2 separate regions of the Danio rerio genome follow, and region 2 is linked to region 1. The links are chromatin contacts, called in public Hi-C maps. All regions are on one chromosome and are shown on one strand. Each heading gives the region's core, a stretch centred on a gene start, on an enhancer-like site or on the middle of the called end of the contact. The rest is flanking DNA. Distances are from core to core; before and after follow the strand shown.

The links. Hi-C and Micro-C count contacts between places; a contact is called where the count stands out from the background.
Region 2: a contact with region 1 is called in a Hi-C map of an unstated tissue, with 4 times the contacts expected there. The contact joins the enhancer-like site here to the promoter of igfbp5b in region 1. A contact is called at or near these places in 1 of 18 Hi-C or Micro-C datasets (an unstated tissue) and 1 of 4 datasets of contacts at active chromatin or transcription factors (caudal fin).

The regions. Positions count from the first base shown.
Region 1 is chr9:48,653,831-48,658,885 of GRCz12tu, forward strand. igfbp5b (insulin-like growth factor binding protein 5b) reads right to left here and starts at 2,316. Exons shown (of 4, transcript NM_001126463.1): 1 at 1,626-2,316. The coding sequence starts at 1,953. LOC141376210 (a long non-coding RNA gene) reads left to right here. Exons shown (of 2, transcript XR_012385640.1): 2 at 1-2,121.
Region 2 is chr9:49,008,031-49,013,085 of GRCz12tu, forward strand. No RefSeq gene overlaps it. Among named protein-coding and RNA genes, the nearest start is that of igfbp5b, 350 kb to the left of the region's middle. Within about 2 kb of position 2,826, at least 6 of the 62 cell types and tissues checked have an H3K27ac peak or open chromatin away from gene starts, as enhancers often do.

The sequences.
Region 1 (5,055 bases), core at 1,066-3,565:
AATCCTAATGCGGGCAAGGACGCTTGACCTCTCTCCCTCTTTCTCTCCCTCTCTCCGTCTGTCCTGCCCAGCTAGTAAAACCACGCTGAAACCGAATACCACAGGAGGCTAGAAGCGTCCCTCTAAATTCATCCCCATGCTTGACGAACAGCTCTTGATAGATTGGCTCCACAGACATTCTGCTGAATCACAAGGGCTCGACTGTGTGCCCACTGCAATCACCGAAGGGGTAAACCAGCAACCGCACTCATCAGAGACCTTCAGATTGAGACAAACAGGTTTCTGCACCTGTGTGTGAGGGGGTTGTATTTGTGTACAAATGTTCAACCATTTCAAAGTCTAATACGTGAAGTCTACAAGGCAGTTCTGTATACTCATGTGGCGCTTCTGTTCGTGTAGCTCAACTAGTAGAGCACTGAGCTGTGAACCCTGAAGCTGAGAGTTCGAATCCCAGGGAGAGCATGAATAGAAGCATCTGTCAAATGCATACATGTAAATAAACATGCACGCTGTGCACAATTTCTCTTCGCAAAGTGTGATATTTGCACACAGGTAGAGTTGTCGACCCAGAACGGCCACCCTCCCTCCCCTTGGATTTAATCTTTGAACGGTAATCCGACTCTCAACACCACCCACAGACTTAGACCTAAATTCAGAGCAACCTAGAATCTCAATCAAGAATATCATGAGGCGTGGGTACACCATACAATGATGAGAGGTGTGATCATAACAATGGAGGAGTTGCTGATGTCAATAGAGCACCACAGCCAAATCAAGCAATAACTACACACACACACACTCAGAAAAACAGTTTGGAGTTGTCTTTCTTGAGGCGTCTTTAGAGTTCTGGGCAGCATAAATTATGCAGTTCTGGTGAGTCTGATGCTGCTTTGCGTCTGTGCAAATGAAATGCAGCATCAGAGCAGCTTTAAACATTCACTATATATTGAAATTCACTATCATATGTTAATGCTTTTATTCATAAACATGTTTATGTTCATATTATGATTGCAGTTTCTACTTTAGATGAAGAAAATATCAGATAGCAATATAATTATGCATTGCTTTATCAGTGTATTGCATTTGTATGCCTATTTTAGCCATTATATGGTAGGTAATTTTAAAGCAATACTATGGTACTACTATGTTAAATTACAAAAGTGGTAGCTCTGAGCCCAATTGTATGCCCAATACATTTTCAACAGCAATCGTGCTTGTAATAATAATGGTTTTGAATAAAACAAACAATCTACATCCAAATATTAAAACATAAGTGGTGCAATAGTACTTGCACAATGGTTCCACAAATACTATGGTACATTCCCAGAAAACGCGGTGCTCCCGCTGCACTGTAGCCAACATCTAGGATGACTTTGGAAATCGTTTGTTAATAATTGGCTTTGGATGAAACATAAACAGGCTTTGCTAATCCTTGCGCTGGAATATGATGAAAAAAAAAAGCAGGGAGCTGCGCAGACCGGCCACAACACAGAAAAGCTCATGCAGAAACATGCGCACGCCATAAAACAGGATCAGAGCAAGCCACAAAGTTCCCACCAGATACACGATCTCAACGCAACAATGCTTCCGTGCAACAAAGGCGCACTGCTTCCCAGTCAACTTACCAATGGGTGGGTGCGGTGGTTTGTATCCCTTCTCGTTCGTACACACTCCCCTGCCGTGCAGCAGGGCGTGAAGCGGCTTCTCCTCGCCGTTGCGCGGCAGGCAGCGCAGCCCGTGTGTGCATGTACCGGTGTACACCCCGCACGCCTGCCCCTCCGCCAGAGCGCAAGTATAGCAGCAGCCGCAGCCGGGCTCCTTCACTAGCTGACAGCCCACCGGGACCGGAGGACACATGGAGAGCGCCTTCTGATCGCACGGCTCGCACGGTACAAAAGAGCCTCCGCTGACGGACAACACCGTCAGAAATGTACCCAGCACAAGAAGAGCCATACTTCGTGTCAATGTGAATGAGGTCCGATGGAAATTAAAAAGAAGCAAGAACTAGATATGAGGGCGCATGGACGTCTGGCTCAGATTCGAGTTAAAGTCCGCATGCAAAGTGAAAACACAGGTTGGGGTTTTAAAAACGAGAAAATAAAAATAGTCTCTTTAAAAAAAGTATGATGATGATAACGTTGATGATGATAATGATGATGAAAGAATCCTGTGGATTTTTTAATATAAATATATTAAAAAAGATTCACTTGAGTATTCTCCAGTAGTCCAGTTTGTGCACAAGTTGTTGCGCACTGAAATTCTGGACTTTCCGATTCCAAAACACTTTCCCCTCTAGAAGTTTTCTGAGCAGACTGATCAACTTCACAGCAGTGCTTGCCTTTTTAAAAACAGCCAAACCCAAACCCCTAACTATGAATAAGCCAAACAGCGGTGAAGGGAGGCGCACTTGCCAGATCGTGGCGCAGCGCCAGCGCCTTTTTTCCCCCCTCGGCAATAGGATCAGTCTTTTACGCAGTGATGCCAAGAGCGCAGAGCAAAACACAAATCCATGCAAAATCGAAGATATGCTCCTCTGAGATCTTCCGTGCACTTTGCGGCTGGTAGAGCGACAGATTCGTGCACGGAACTCGTCGGCTTTCCAACAGATTCCGCGTCAGATGGAAACATGTATGTGACAAGATAAAGTCGCTCGCTCACACATGCGTTATGAAGAGTACACACAAAAGAGCACGATTAGGATCGCTCTGCTGATATAGGCACCACCCGTATATTAGTGCGCGCAGAGAACATGTTTGAGTAGGGGTAGATGTGTTTCGGTTCAGCGTCTGCTGCAACGCTGTGTCGCTTTGCTCTGTGCGTCTCAAACTTTGACACAATATCCCCGCTTTAGTCTTTTACACATTAAAATCCAGCAGTTATCCATAAACTGCTCACTTTAATGTCAAGTACAAAGTGTGCTTGGAGGGAACGATTATGCCATGCTCAAATCTCAACTACTCCCATTTTAACCAATAATTCTGACCATGTGAGTTTTATATTCATTCCTAATAACACATCTCTATTTAAGTAAAATGTAGAAAACACTAAGTTTTGTACTCGTTTGTGTTCATTACAAAGCAATTTAAATGCCAGATGTAACCGGTGTTACTAACTTCTTCTCATAACAGTGAGATTTCACACATGTAACTTTAAATGGTTAAACCGATGGTGTTACAACTCGTATAAATGCGCAGCAATAACTTCTGACTGCAGCAGTGAAGTTCATATACCCATCGCCGCAGCGCACAATTAAAACCAGCTGAGGTGTGTGGCAAATACTGTGGTAAATCTCTTTTCTGTCATGCAGAGAGGCTTTCCTTCGGTTGCCAAGTCTCGTTTGAGCTTTAATTACAGTGGTCTCGGTGGTAGTTTAAGAATAGGCAATCTACACCCACCTGTTCCAAACTCTGAACTACCGAAACCACAATTTAGAAAAGATGAGATTTAGCAGACACGATTGTTTAATCATGCCGTTCGCTCAGTGTCCAAGTGGCCCTCTGCTGTGTTTACATGTCCCTGATTTGCCTTATAGAGCGCTCCAAAATGGCATTTGCACATGTCCCATATGTAAAGTTCATCAGTGCTGTGAAACGAGCTGCTCTGTTTTGCTTTGGAATCTCTTTGTCAGATGTATGATACCAAGTTTAAAGAACTGCGCACGATATTTCACTTCATTTGATTGTTCTGGGTCTTTCATACATGCTGTCTCTTGTTTTAACCAGCTAGTGTGTCTGTGTGGAGTATCTTGCAGCTTTAGTTCGACTAGTGGAGATTTCGACCGCTAGAAGGAGCTGTTAGCAATGCTAAGAGGCTCTCTCTGTGTGTGTGTGTGTGTGTGTGTGTGCGTGTGTGCGTGTGTGTGTGTGTGTGTGTGTGTGTGAAATGATTGCTGAATGTTTCATTATTGGAGATTTACACAGTGCTGCTGTACACACTCAGGAATCAAATGGACAGACATCAGCTGTTAAGAATGTACTTGCTGTTTTGATACATGGCTAGTTGACAAATAAGCAGTAAAAAAACTTTGTTTACCATGTTTGAAGACAATAGATACATTTATATAGTTTGATGTTTGGATAAATATAAGGGCTCACTAGCTTATTAGTTATTTCCCTGTTTCTTTGTACATATTTACTGAATTCTACCCTAAATACATCCTATGGTGAAGCATAGCAAAAATTAAGTACTCTTAATAATATACAGATAGCTTGAGAGTTATTTCATTATCTTTATATTGTGCTATTATTTTATATTTATTTTATTTCCAAAAAAAGTTAAATCAGCGAAGGATGACATGGTGGCACAGTGGGTAGCATCACCTCACAGCAAGAAGGTCGCTGGTTCGAGCCTCGGCTGGGTCAGTTGGCATTTCTGTGTGGAGTTTGCATGTTCTCCCTGTGTTTGTGTGAGTTCCCTCTGGGTACTTCAGTTTCACCCATAAGTCCAAAGACATGCGCTATAGGTGATTTTTCGGTAGGCTAAATTGTCCGTTGTGTATGTATCTGTGTGATTGAGTGTGATTGGTTTTTCCTTGAGATGGGTTGCAGCTGGAAGGGCGTCCACTGCGTAAAAAACATGCTGGAAAGTTGGTGGTTCATTCGGCTGTGGCGACCCCAGATTAATAAAGGGACTAAGCCGAACTGAAAATGAATGAATGACTAAATATGCAAAAGACAAAACTTAACAGGGGCAGCATGTCATGGGCTGCGTCCTACTACTTAGTAGGTGCTGCATTTTAATTAAAATGTACTACTCGACCGTTAGAAAAGTATATTCTATACAGTATGAATGTAAGAAGTACGAATTGAACTCGGACTTACTACATCCGCCATTTTGTTATCATCACGTGACCCACTCACGTCAGTTGCATCAATTCACTCTCATCCTGAATTCTCTCACGGGATAGCGTAGCGTCCTTCGAATGCGCACTTCAGAATTTTGCCAGAAGAAGTAGGTCATCTGGGTACTTCTCACATACTGTTTTTACAGCCTGATCTCATGAGAAAACGTAAGTATTTTACTTTTTGTCAGTTTAGTGGCTAATTTGTTCGAATT
Region 2 (5,055 bases), core at 1,576-4,075, 350 kb after region 1:
GGTGCAAAATGTCAAAATATGGGTTGCGCTGGTCTGAAAATAGCAACAAAAGCAAACACCCTATTGCGCCGGGTGTATGAAAGGGCCCTAAGATTGAGTAGATAATTATGAGAAATAACATTCTCGTTAATCTTGGGATTGTAACTATTATTATTATTATTATTATTATTATTATTATTATTATTATTATTATTATTATTAAATGTACAACACTCTATTTAATGGCAAAGATTTTCAAAAATGGAAAAAAACAAATGTTTTTCTTGCTTAGATTTTTGTTCTTGTAATATCTAAAATTCTTAAATCAAGAAGCAATTTCTAGACAAACAACAAATTTGATCTTGTTTTCAGAAATATTTTTTCAAAATTAACCAGTATAATAATACAAGCATAATAATCAGCCATTTTGGTAAGCAAAATATTCTTATGTCAATGAAAAACAATATTTTGCATGCCCCGTTGGCAGACAATTTTGCTTGTTTTAAGTATTGTTAATTTCTATTCCATGATAATAAATGCATCCTAATACCATTAACAAATCAAACCGTATTGTAAAATGTGACCAAATATTTACATTAAAAAAAAATGCTAATATTTTCCCCCCACTTAACATTTCGCAGCAAGCAAATTATCTATTGCCTCCGCTTCTTCAATCTACTGTATGTTCATCAGCTTCATCACCATTAAAACGCGACACAATGGCCGTGTTTGAGTGTGACGGAGGCCGATTTACTCTTTTGAGGAGGCGAGCGCAGTGGGAGAAGAGCAAGAATGGAGCACATTGAGGAGAGAGTGCTGAATCAGAAGTATCGTGTTTGCGTTCGCTTGAAGGAAACTCCGGCGTCTGAATGGCTCCATTGTCTGCTGGCTTTATGACACCAGCCATTTAATTTCACCCCGAGCCGAATTTCAGGAGCCACACGGCCGATGCGGGACATGATTGGAAACGGAGCCCGTCTTGCGTGTTCACTTACCGCCATAGGGGTCGAGTCATAAGAGCAGGCCAAACAGACATCTTCATTCACAGCTCCATCGAGGCCTATAGGAGCACAGACACTCAGAGATAGATATGCGCGTATAGTATAGTTTGCTTGTTTAGCAGTAAAAGGCACAGTAGGTGATTTGGCTCAAAAACTAGTTTTGCTATGCTGGTTGCAATATATTTATATACCCATTTGCTTTATTTGTCATACAGCCTGAAATCAAATCACATTCCAATTAACTTTTAATTTAAACTGTAGTTCTTTTGAAAGCAGGTTGTAATGTGACGAGATGTATAGTAATGAAGTAGAACTACTTCACTACTGTTAAGTACTAAAAGGCTGTATCTGTACTCTACTGGAGTATTGTTTTTTTTTCTCCTACTTCCACTTTTACTTCAGTACATATTTTCGATGAGTTTAATACTTTTATAGTTTTTTTTTTTTATGTGCTGCATCGTTAATCGTTACTAGGGGTGTCAAAATTATTGATATTGGTTCTGTAGTAGATCATAACCGGTTAATACGTACTGACGTCATTTATCTCCAATGTGCGATGTCGCAGTAGAATACTATGGCGAAGGGGGCGAGTAAATAACGCTCTTACTACAATGAAGGTGGCACAGCTCATGCTGCTAATTCACTACTACAGGGAAATGTTTTAAAGCGCCATATTTACCTCTCTCTCTCTCACTTTGGACATTTGACCCGCTGGCCTGTTTGTGAGGTAACCTTTCTTCTCCTCTTGGCTGTTAAAGCGATACTTGTGGATCCAGACAAGAGCGTGCCTGAGGAGCAGGTTTTTTCCACTTTGTCTTTTATGGATTACCTCTGATAACTGCGTATTATGCGCATATAGACTGAACACAGCTGTTCTTCCCGCCATCGGTGAACATCGATTTAATTTCTTAAGCCGATCACAGCCCTTTCTGTTGAGCAGGTGAAGACAACAACTTCAACAATTTATAAGACCTCACCTGTCAGCGCTCAAAAAGCAAGAAGGATAATATTTACATTAGTTTATTTGCTATATATGCTCATGCAGACTTCTGTGCATGTATTGGAGTTTTAATTGATACGTTCAGAAAAAGTGTTTTGTTTGAGCAGGTCAAAATAAGGGTACAGTTCATATATCTTACTTTTGTATTAAAAAACTAAATTGTTTTACAAATAGTCCTTTAAGTGTCACAACTAAAGATTTTATTTTATTTTTTTTTATTTCATTTCTTAACTCCTAATGTCGGTAGTTAACACAATTAATGCATTTTTTAACACATCCCATAATCTCTAAAATATCTGCCTTTACCAAATGGTTGAGATGTTGGACTAAGCCGAAAAAAAAATATTGTATGAATACTCAATTATTCTCAATTATTCTCAATTATTATTAATATAGATTTTTTTCATTGACACGTTATGCTGTGTAATAAAGGATGTGATGTCAAATAGTTCAAAAAGGTCCGTTGTCTTGTTAGAATGTAATAAATGAAAACATTTATCTTAAATATTTTCCTCATCACAAGTAAATGCGACTTTGAATATGAAATTAATTATGAAATTATTAAGACGGGAGACATGACCCTTTCTTTTTTAAACCCACAAAACTCTTCCAGACACTTATTAGTACTAATTAACTTTGTGCATTCCAGGAGTGAACTCTGAACTCTGTGAACTGCTGATCTGTGTTTCTGAACAGACGCTCTGTGGTTTGAGGAGAGCCGATATCGGGCTGACTCTGGATCTGTCTGTCTCATTTGTCGGGCGAGCGCTATAGGGAACTGTAAAGCTCCTCTGACTGCGGTCTGCGATGCTGTGTTGACCCCGCGCTGAACTCTGCATTGTGGATTTGTTATTGGAAACACCCCTCTGATGCTCTTTTTAAGGCTGTGTGAAGATGAAAAGGTTACGCACTGCTTTCACATCCAATTCCAACAGCAGATCCGCAGTGGTCTGCTGTGACCATACACGACTGCTGCTGAGATGCCTGACGCTTCAGTGAAAATTCACAGTCAAATCTCTTTTATTTCTCAAATGTTTCTAATAGAGATCGATGAGAGTAAATGGAGAGTGTTTTATTTTTCAGAGTTGAAGTTTGTGCTGCTGCAATTTGCCAAGATCTAAAATTGAAAAGCCATTAACCTAAAAAAAAAAAAAAACTTGATTAATTAATTTGTTTTCTTTTAAAAGGTCGCCACAGTAGAATGAACAGCCACTGTTCCAGCATATGTTTTGAGCAGCAGATGCCCTTTCAGCTGCAACTCAGTACTAGGAAACACCCATACACTCTCATTTACACACACACACACACACACACACACACACACACACACACACACACACACACACACACACACACGTACTCTATGGCAAATTTATTTTACCCAATTGATCTATAGCACATGTGTTTTGGACTGTGGGGTAAACACGGGCACCCGGAGAAACCCACGTCAACACGGGAAGAACATGCAAAGACAGAAATGTCAATTGTGACTCAAATCAGTGACCTTATTGCTGTGAGGCGACAGTGCTAACCACCGCCCACCTTGATATATTATTCAAATAATTGATCTGAGGTCTATTTATTTGATCATTTATGCAAACTCTTAATTATTTATTTTTTGCTGAATTTTAAGGATGCATTTTATAAATTTGGTTTGAGTTTCTTCATAATTTGGGATTTTTTTTTTAACACTTATTGGCTAACACTACAAATTAACATTACAATTATACAATGGGCAAAACATGTGGTGCAACATTAAACCTTTCCTTAACATGAAAAAAAAATAATAGTAACCTCAAGTTTATTAAAATAATACTAACAGATGATTCTAGTAATACTATTAATTTGACTGATTGATTGATTAAAAATAATAAACTATATTTTATTCATATATTTTATTCTATATACTTATATACAACAGTTCTTGAATCGGAACACTAATCGGACACTAAGCCAGCCTCCTAATGCACGCATCCCACCATTGCAGATATACATTGCACTGCTACTAGTGTGATATTGCTTATATATATATATATATATATATATATATATATATATATATATATATATATATATATATATATATATATATATATATATATATATATATATATAATATTTCCCGCCAGTTCTTATTAAAGTTCTGGTAAACAAATAACATAATCAATAATAATTATTCTTGTAGCAGTAATGCTAAATAACACAGTGTTTTTTTTATTATTTTTTTTTATTTATTTAATTAAATATGTAGTAGACCAACATGCCTTTTTGTAATTAAACAAAAAATTAAACAAAAAGATATTAAGCTAAGATTAAAAATTGAAAAACATTTTTTTCGTAGTTATTTGTCACTGTAACTAAAACTAGCAAATATATGCTAGCAAATAAATGCTAGCAAATAAAATCTTAGAGTTTCCAAACTTTCATTATAATATTGCTCCATTTAAGCATTCTGTGTAGCGGAAATGTCAGCAATTATCACTGAAGTCTCCACTGTAATCTTTTCATCTTTTCCCTCTACATGAGCCATGATTCACCCTGACTGTATTGAGCAGTCATTATTCAGTTGTTATTTCAGTGAGACAGAGGAAGAGCACCTGAGCATGACCTTTACAGTAAGCGGAAGGAAAGCGCATCGGCCCCGCTCTGTGGATCACAGCTCACAGCCCACATGTGGCTTTAAACTGAATGGGTGTGTGTGGGATGATCAAAAAACACATCATCCTCTCAACAGTTATTCATTAGTCCCAGTAAAAGTAAGGTGGAGTGACCAGCCAGAGGAACATCTCAATGCTCAGAGCTTACGGTTCTAGGTCAGGAGTTCCTTTGTCTTTTTATTTTTATTTTACTTTTAACTTACAACTTTAGACTGTCTCAGAGCAAAAATGAAAATATTGTAAAGCTTAATAACTATTGTCGTACATTAATGATGTCTCTGCTGAAAAAAACAGCTTAAAACCAGCCAAAGCTGGTTGGGTGGTTTAAGCTGGTAGACCAGCCTGGTTTTAGAGGGGTTTTAGCCATTTCCAGTCTGGTCTTATCTGGTCAGGCTAGAACATGACCAACTAAAAGCAG